Regions from separate parts of the Mus musculus genome. Here region 1 is linked to region 2. The links are chromatin contacts, called in public Micro-C maps. All regions are on one chromosome and are shown on one strand. Each heading gives the region's core, a stretch centred on a gene start, on an enhancer-like site or on the middle of the called end of the contact. The rest is flanking DNA. Distances are from core to core; before and after follow the strand shown. Region 1 has its middle 100 kb from the start of Gm20125. Region 2 overlaps Gm20125 (predicted gene, 20125).

Evidence for each region. Hi-C and Micro-C count contacts between places; a contact is called where the count stands out from the background.
Region 1: a Micro-C map of macrophages shows a contact between it and region 2, with 4 times the contacts expected there. The contact joins two enhancer-like sites. A contact is called at or near these places in 1 of 15 datasets of contacts at CTCF or cohesin (pro-B cells), 2 of 484 Hi-C or Micro-C datasets (the HPC-5 cell line and macrophages) and 2 of 115 datasets of contacts at active chromatin or transcription factors (large pre-B cells and neural progenitor cells).

Annotation. Positions count from the first base shown.
Region 1 is chr10:17,198,515-17,202,938 of GRCm38.p6, forward strand. No RefSeq gene overlaps it. Among named protein-coding and RNA genes, the nearest start is that of Gm20125, 100 kb to the left of the region's middle. Within about 2 kb of position 2,752, at least 110 of the 459 cell types and tissues checked have an H3K27ac peak or open chromatin away from gene starts, as enhancers often do. A contact at or near this core is called in macrophages, where this site is marked.
Region 2 is chr10:16,991,460-16,996,276 of GRCm38.p6, forward strand. All of the region lies in intron 1 of Gm20125 (predicted gene, 20125), which reads right to left. Among named protein-coding and RNA genes, the nearest start is that of Gm20125, 100 kb to the right of the region's middle. Within about 2 kb of position 2,477, at least 36 of the 459 cell types and tissues checked have an H3K27ac peak or open chromatin away from gene starts, as enhancers often do. A contact at or near this core is called in macrophages, where this site is marked.

The DNA.
Region 1 (4,424 bases), core at 1,502-4,001, 210 kb after region 2:
AGCAAGGTCAAATTCTTCAGCATGTAAAAAAGAAGAGACAAACAAACACATCTATGATTAGAATGGGAAAATCAGGGGTCAGATTAAATTTATTAAAAAATATTTTTCTCTCTTCTAAAGAACTCAAATGTGTGTGTGTGTGTGTGTGTGTGTGTGTGTGTGTGTGTGTGTGTGTAACTTTGGCCAGCTAAAAACTATTACTGCTAATAGTGATATTAGAAATAACAAAACAAAAAGAATTATATCGAAGATCTACATGAAGATTCGTGGCTTGTGAGGCATTGTCTTAAAATTTTACTTCTATTGATCCATTCACTTTATGTCATATCCCATGCTGTGGATATTATTATGATGTCCACTGAAGAAATCTTAACTAGTGAAAGCTGGAATCATTATCATATATATATATATATATATATATATATATATATATATATATACATACATATATATATATAAAGAGAGAGAGAGAAAAGAGGTTTGTTTTTAAGAAATAGGATCCATGGGACCAATGAGTCTCAAATCCATCATCTATAAGATGGTCCAGGAGGATGGAGGTCCCGCAAAATGCTGATATTCCAGTTAAGGCCAGAGACATTGTATTGTGACATGTGGCTCATTCTCAGCAAAGCCAGTCTCCTCTCTTAGGGCTTTGAACTGATTGGATGAGACTCACCTACACTACAGACAACAACTACTTCACTTCACAGAGGGGAGGGAGAATATTGTATTGTTTCCATAATTTTCACAAATAAAGATAGTGTCTCATTTTATTTTCAATGCTGTTAAGTTGGAAAAAGATAAACCACAAGATTTATCGTGTAAAGAAAACAATATTCATTATCAGTTCCCAACCGACCTTCAGTTACAAGGAAAGACATGAACCCTTCAAAGCAGTCGGTGTAGCACAGCAAACAACAGAGTGACTGACTCTCCAGCATGGTTCCAAAGCAGAGCCCAAACAATGATTCTTGATTCTGCAGGTACAGCCAACCATGGACAACCAGAACATAGCCTCTCCACCAGCCACCCCACAAAACAAGAAATCCAAGTTTCAAGTCTACCCTCTGGAGACAGGTACGGTATCTAGAACATCTGGGCTGAACTATGGGCTACGCTGTAGTTAGTACATGATTCCATGGATATATTCTCACTGAAACAAGTTGCAGTTTATTGTCTGTAAGTCACAACACTATAGAGCCAAGTCCTGCCAGAAAGAAGTATAGACTCATTCAGCTTTCAGTTTTACATTCATAAAGTAGGCCTAGGATTTGCATTGATGGAAGTCAACACATTGTAGGATATGGGGAGATACATGTTCCAAGTCCCCTTCTCAGTGAATAGCTTTTTCTCAAAAGTGGAGCTTGGCTTTGCAAGAGATTACCTCTTGAAACCTCAAGTAAATATTTGTAAAGATTATTTTTTCTCAGTAACTGAAGACAGCATAGGGTATCCTCGCTCATAGCTTTTATCAGGCTTTCTAAGTTTACCCTGAAGCCTGGCAATGGATGGACTTCAACTGCATCCCTTGGCACACCCGCTTTTTGAGACCCCCAGTAGAGTCACTGAATTGGTACATGCTAGGAGAATAAGACTCTGCAGGTCAGTTCCTTCAGGGCAAAGCATTCAACTGGATGACAACCATCTCTGTTGCCAGAAATAGACATCAGTTAATCGACAGCATTTAAGTTAAAGAGTCTAAATTGAGGAATCACAGTTTATGTGTAACGAGGGGCATGAGAGCTGATGACTCAGAACATCACGAAGCACTGTTTACATTTCAAACACAGAGAGCTTGATTTCGCTGGTGTGAACATGAAAAAGACAAAGAGAATATGCCACACAGCCACACAGGAGGCAACATGTCTCAGCAGTGAACATTTCAGTGCCAGTGACAAAAAGAGCTTGTAGGAAAAGCTGGAGGACAAGAGGACTGAATGAACTAAAAAGGGATTTACACACAGAGACAATGGTAAAGAGAGCAGAGCCAGGCCCTTGAAGACAGGAGACAGAGAATCATACAGCATAATATCTCCTTTGCCTGCTTTCACCTGTTCTCAACAGCAACAGAAAGTGTGCCATTGGTCCACCAACCACGATGCCACGCTAACACAATCCTATGGAAGACAGAAAGGCAAATAAGGGAAATAGGGTATTGTGGGGAGGGGTGATACATATGTTATCTGTGGCAGGAGAAAATGTGAAAGGAAGATATGAAATGAAGAACTGGTTTGGTTAATGGAAGGAAAAGCCAAAAGTATCTACCAAGAGACAATGAGCTCAGGGGAAATGAAGCCCTTTCCCCAATTCTAAGAGTTGTGTCGGAACAAACAACCGCAGGCCTGCACAGAAGAGGTAGGAACGAGACACCTGGGAGAGAAAGAGCAGCAATTCACTCTTCTAGGAAACACCCCAATGGGCCTGGAGCATGGTGACGTCATTTGGCATGCAGGTGGCCTCATGTGAGACTCAAAGACATGCATTGAAAGAAAAGCAGACCAGACTGTGCAAGTGGCTGCATCCAGGACCTGCAAGCTAAAGGGGTCATTAACACACTCAGCAGGCAGAGGCTGTACCCAGTGAGTTAACGGAAGCCCCCAGGTAAAAGAGCAGATGATGACCAAATGAGAAAGAGAGAAAGGGGGAGAGGTGGGACAGGCACCAAAAGGATTGCCAAAGTAAGAAAAGTAAGAATTGGATTATACAGTGGACTAGAAAAGAGGAACTTGTCAGTTCAGTGGAAAGGGGAAGAAAAAAAAAACCTGTAAAAATAGAATAGGAAACTAGTGAGGAAAGTGGACTCCACACAGAACACTTAGCTCATTTCACAAAACTTTTACAAAATACAGTTTCATTTTCTTGGTTAAGGAGCACTGAAACTGTTAGACATCATTTCCTTCGTGCCTGTGTGCAAACTCATGTGTGAGTATTAGTGTGTGTTGGATGTCTTCTGCAGCTGTGCTAGGTCATGGCTTTTAGTGGGCCATGGGGGTCAGGGTCTCTCACTAAATCCAGAGTTCACCAATTGGCCTACACTGACTGGCCAGCAAGTCCCAGATCTTCCTGTTTCTGGCTCCCCAGTACTGAGGCAGCAGATCCAGGCAGCACATTCAGCTCTGCACATGGGGACTGAGAACTCCAGTTCAGATACTCACATGGCCAGCCCTTTACCAAAGGGGTCGTCTCCCCTCAGCCATCACCATTCCAAAAAAGAAAATAAAAGAAAATCTTAGCAAGCCCAGGTTTGAGCCTGCAACATTTTTACAGTTTCCATTCCAGGATAAGACTCAGTCTTCTTAGGCATGAGAGCAGGTAGCACACAGTTCGATCTTCCAATAGTCTCTGATAGTCAAGCATCTGTGATCCTGAGCAAGCTCTGGGACTGTAGGAGCTAATTGAGTGCTTAAATATCTTTAGAGTTGAAGACGATGCTGGAGCTGCATTGAGGATTCATTGGGAAAGGTGAATATCCATTCAAAGGAAAATCCCACCTATTGATATGCTACACTCCTTTAATTTCACCACTCTGTGCCAGAGGATAGAAGGTCCCTGTGAGTTTGAGGTCAGCCATATCTACAATGTAGGTTGTAGGCCAACCAGGGCTACGTATGGTGACATTAGTGAGACCCTATCTTTAAAATAAGATGGTTCCACAAGAGAAGATTGACTTCAGTCATTGATTGTCTTAACGTGATTTGGCTTCTCCTTCTGTTTTGTTGCTCTTGTTGTGGTGGTTGTTGTTGTTGTTGTTGTTGCAATTTTTGTGTGTTTGTTTTCTCATTCCTGCTTCTTGCTGTCAATGAGAATATCCCTGGGCATTTTTCTGCCCCTCTCTGTCAGCATCCTGAAAAGGCATACTGCTAGTTCTCATAGTACATGTTTAACCACTTCTGAGCCAAAGGACAGGTATCTGGTTTTATAATTCTTCTGAGGAAGATTGCCTTGGGAAATCATACAACACCTTCCTACCTACGAATATATTCTCTGCCTTCCTAGGTCCTAAAAACGAATGCTTTGAAAATAAGTCAGAAGCAGATTAGAGGTAGAAGTGTTTTTCTTCTGCCCTGTCTTTCCAATATTTTTAAGCCCATTATGCTTCATGTTTCTGGAAAGGCATAAGACCACATTTTTCACATCTCAGTTTTTCATGAACATAATCTCACATGGCTGAAGATTTTGCAATAGTTGCTGGAGAGGGACAGCATGTTAGTGTTCAGCTGCTGTGGTGGTGCAGTGTGTGTGTGTGTGTGTGTGTGTGTGTGTGTGTGTGTGTGTGTGTGTGTGTGTGTATGTGTATGTGTGTGTGTGTCCTTCCAAAAAGAAGGTGTTCTTTTCACCTCTTTGGGGCTGCAGCAGAGGGTGAAAACCCTACAGTTTACATTCGCTTTGTCAGCCCCGTAAGCAACCATCTGTTTCAGCTGCAG
Region 2 (4,817 bases), core at 1,227-3,726:
TCTTAAATTTGTCTAAAAAGCATGTTTGGACTATGGGACTCTCTTCTCTGCCTCCCATCTACCCTCTGTCTTTAACTCTTCTCTAGCTATGCAGGTATTAACAAAGCCAATGATATGAACTCATTTTATGAAATGTTTCTATGCAAACATGTAGCTAAGTTCCTAAGATAATATCATAGAACATGAAACCCTGGAACCTGGAGTATCCTAAGAGTTACCAGGTCTCACTCCTTGGTTTTGCCAAAGAGGGCACTATAATCTGAACTTTTAATTTGCTTACTGAAAAGCACAGAGTGGCAGTGTTATATAGACTCAGGAATTCTTAGCATGGCAAATAATTACATTCTTAAATTTTCACTTCCATGTTGTGCTCAAGGGAAAAAATTGAATATAAAAGAACCTATTTTTGGATATTCCCTGCAAAATTAAAGATAATTATTTCTAGGTGTGTGGGAGTTTGCACAGGAAGACATGGTTTTATCTTCACAATCATTTCTCAAATACACTGTACTTTTCTGTATGGGACCAAAATGAACACACATATACAGATTTGAACTCTCTCCTCTGGGTTATTTTTATTAACTGCCTTACCTGGTGATGGTATAATAAGCCTGCCTCAGAATTTGTTAAGCTTCAGAAAGAACTCATCCTAACACTATAAAGGAAGGATCTACTAGAAAAGTTATCTAAATATCTCAATGATCCTTGAATTGAAGCATGGTTTATAGATGTGAAAAATCCCTCAAAACATATGACCAGTGGAAGATGTGGAAAAGAATAGGAAAAAAAGAATCTGTAATGAGAAATCTGAACTCAGGAAGAGATAGGATAGTAGGGTAATTCTTTACCTAACTAAGTGTCTCCTAGAGAGACATTCTTCCCATATGGAGTCAAGCAACTGTTTCAAGATTCCTATGTGTTCTCATTTCATGGTGGCCCTAATGGAGAGGTGACAGTTGACTTTTAGCTTCTTCAACAAGTGCTATGAGAAAAGAAGAAATAGCATTCTTTGTACATTGAAAAAAATGTTAAGATGGTCCTTTCAGGTAGAAACATTATAAGGATTAAAATATAGTGGAAGAATATCATATCATAATACAAATTGAGGTTGTCTTTGGCTGACTTGTCATTATTGAGTATCCTGATCATAAATCGCTAATTTAACAACTTTCTCTTATCATTTAGGCAAAGAAAATAAAGTATAAAAAAAAAAGAAAAGAAAAAAGAAATGAGAATCTCAGATGGACCACTCATGGAAGTGACTGATTTGCAAACATCAGGTGTGATAATAAGTCTTCAGAATTGCTATATATTAAATTATCTGCATCTGCTAATGTATGGTTCTTTAATTATCACTTTCTACATAACTCATTGGGGTTTTGCCCAAATGACACTCATCTAAGATCAAGGGAAGTTCTGCAGTTGAAAGAGGGACATAACATACTACAGAACAAAAATCATCTACAAGGCATTTTATAAAAAGTAAAAAACAAAAACTGTTTGTTATCTTGCCTTTTGGAAGATGGTTATATTTGTTTTTCAACTCTCATGCTTCCTTGGACAGAAATTTCAACAAGAATAGATATCCAGTGTCCATGCCTTGAGTGATTGGCTGATCTATTTCTGCCTGTTTCCTTCTAATGGTTGTTCAATAAATCATATAGGAATTACTATGGCTTCTGCTCTGAAGGAGTCAAGTGAAAAAAGAATATCCTTTCTCTCCTGGGCAGTATTTTCTGCTAACAGCACACTTGTCAAAGGCTTTGAGTACCCCAGTGACAGGCACCAGATAAACATATAAATAGCTTGATAAATAACTGACAAAACACTATACACTGTTTGGAGATAAATGTAAGCACACCACAAAAGGCAAGATTAATCCTTGGCATCTTTTTTTTCTAATAGACATTTCTAGACTAAGGCCACAGTATGACATTCAGATTACAGAGCAGCAATTTGAAATATTCAAATGCTTTTGTTGGGCCATGCATATTTTCTAGTTGTTGAGTAGCTATGATAATGCAGTATATTTCAATTCTGGAAGAAGGTCTGAATGATTAGGTATATATGAAATGAAAATATATATTATAAGGGTTTAGGGGTTGTACTATAAATAACAACTTCAAAAAACCCGTACAACCCAAATAGTATTTAATAGCAGTGAAGCACAACTTCTAGAATGCTGAAAAAAAAAGAATTAGGAAATTATAAAAATTATAATTATCGAGTTTTCTAAAAATTAAGTTTATAGGTGCCACAATTAAACCATCTATGCTAGAGAAGAAAAAAAAAAAACTCAAAATGTAAAACTCAGATCATGAGCGCATGCAGCATGTTTTTGTTTTCAGAGGGACTGTTCCATATGTTGGTCGACCAACCCTGCCAGGCCATTTGCAGGCTGTCCTGCTGGGCTTATCCTGAGTGTGACACACACCATGCAGAGATTGTGATATATAGAAGCCAGTAAATTTCCACTATGTGTCACAATCATGAGAAAGACAGAGCCTGGTCCCTGCTGACTGTGAGGATGCTATTAGGTGGCTTTCTGGAATAGCAGTAACAGAAATCTCCAACAACATATTTTAACCTTCAGAGTTATTCAGGCACATTCTGATCTCACCAAATGGGCTGATAAGAGCGAAGTACAAACTTGGCATCAAGCAGCTGTTTCCAAACAACCAATGAGAGGCACAGTAAGGGAGAGATTTTTTTTTCTTCTGTTTTTAGATACAGTCAGTGGCTTTCAAGGTTAACTATTCCGTAATAGTTTTTCCATTGCATAAAACAAGAAGAGCTATCATTTAAGTGTATCAGCACACAACAGGAAAAAGAAAAAGAATTTGAAAGAAAGAAAGAAAGAAAGAAAGAAAGAAAGAAAGAAAGAGAGAGAGAGAAAGAGAGAGAGGGGAAGGAAAGAAGGAAGGAAGGAAGGAAGGAAGGAAGGAAGGAAGGAAGGAAGGAAGAAAGGAAGAACAACTAGAGTGCAGAGGTGAAACCAAGCAGGTTCTCAGGCCAGCACTAGGCAAACATGAGACGCAATGGATCTGATTCTAATTCAACTTGAACAGGGTCCGTGTTTCAGTTTCCGTCCTTCGTCCTTTTTCCACTGGTGCTTATCACGAAATCTGATCTATTTGTAGGTTTAATGCAAGGACAGGGAAAAAGCTGACCTAACCTTAGTATTATAGGAGATTGTACTAAATGTGAGGGCAAGAGCAATAATTCCGCAGCTTCCTACTTGGCCATGGGCCCAGCTTCAAGAAATAAAAATAGAAGTGTCTGAACGTAACTAAAAAGCTCAGCCACATGGAATTAAAATGCCAATTCCCTTCAGCCTTCCTTTTTTTTCCAGTCATGAAACTTTCAAAGCCAACACATTCAAAAGCTCCTACAGCCAAGAACCATCATTTGGGTTTTTGGTGATTCAAAATGACTGCCACCTTCAGGAGTCTCCACCTGGCTGTGTCCATTCCTTTAAAACATTAGCAACTAAATAAATATATAAGGCCATCGGAACAGAACTCCAGGATGGCACTTTCTCAGTTGATGGGTTTCTGTTTCTAAAACACACTTACATTAATGTTCTTTACCTTCTAAATAGACACAACAGTTTAAAATGAAATAAGACCCAGAAAAGGCTCCTAATGTTTTCCCCAGCTTCTGTTTCTAATTTGCCCAAGGGCTGTGTTTAGCATATTCCCAGTGTCACCTACTGAAAGGGGAACTGGAAACAGAAACTGATTTAGGGATTTAGGAACGGAAAATTTACCATTGTATGGGATGATAATTTGATGTGCCTCCAGTGACTGTACACACTAATTGTTTTTATGAATACTATGAATATTCCACACTATACCTGTCTTCTGAGTAAAACAGACACATCTTGATGGTTGAAAACATTTTCCATCTTTCTGCCTCATCTGTTTCTCCCTCCAATGTTGAAATGACCCAGTGTTTAAATGACATTTTTTTTCTTTTTCTTTTTCTTTTTTTTTTTAAGCCCTGAGTTGAAACTCTTTGAAATTCAGAGGAATTTGAAAGAGGTACTTAGGGTGCAATGAGAAATAAGAATCCAACCCAGGCCATTTAAAACTCATGTTTATCTAGCATTCATCATTTTCTCCTCTAACATATGAATATAGTTTCCAAAACCACAAACCTCACAAGTGTTTAGATCCCAGACTTGTAAACAGGTTTGATTTCCTCTTACTGAGCGTCTTCCTTCCTTGTTCCTTATTGCATTCAGCTGGCTCTAATTCCTTTCCATGTACTTAAAGAAATGAAATATTTCATCTGAATTAAGAGCAATCATGTATTTGAGAAGATCAATCCAGAAAGAACAGAAAAGTGAATTGTTTTCAATGAAGCTGTTTACAGTGACTGAGCAGCTAGGGGTTAGATGAATAAATAAAAAGACCAGTAATTTCATTGAATTATATTGTTCAATTTCAATTGTGTCTCTTAATGTAAACAGCTCAGTGATTGATGCATTATCGAATATTCGTGGAGTGTGTGTGTAATGAATATGTTTATGAATGACCCAGTGAGAGAAAATCAATCTTAGAAAGATTTCTCTGTTGAATTGTAGTTTAGATGATTGCAAATCAAAGTTTAAAATGTCTGGATTACAACATTGAGTACTTCAAACTTTCAGAGGGAAAATAAAGGACCTGAAAGGCAACATAATAAAGTGACATGTAGTAAAGAAAACAGACAGTGTTTTCTAACGTACTTTTTTAGTATTTAAAGTCTTATGTCAAAGTAATAATAAAACTAGGAGCCAGTAGACAGGAATGGTGGCACACACTGGCAGGATC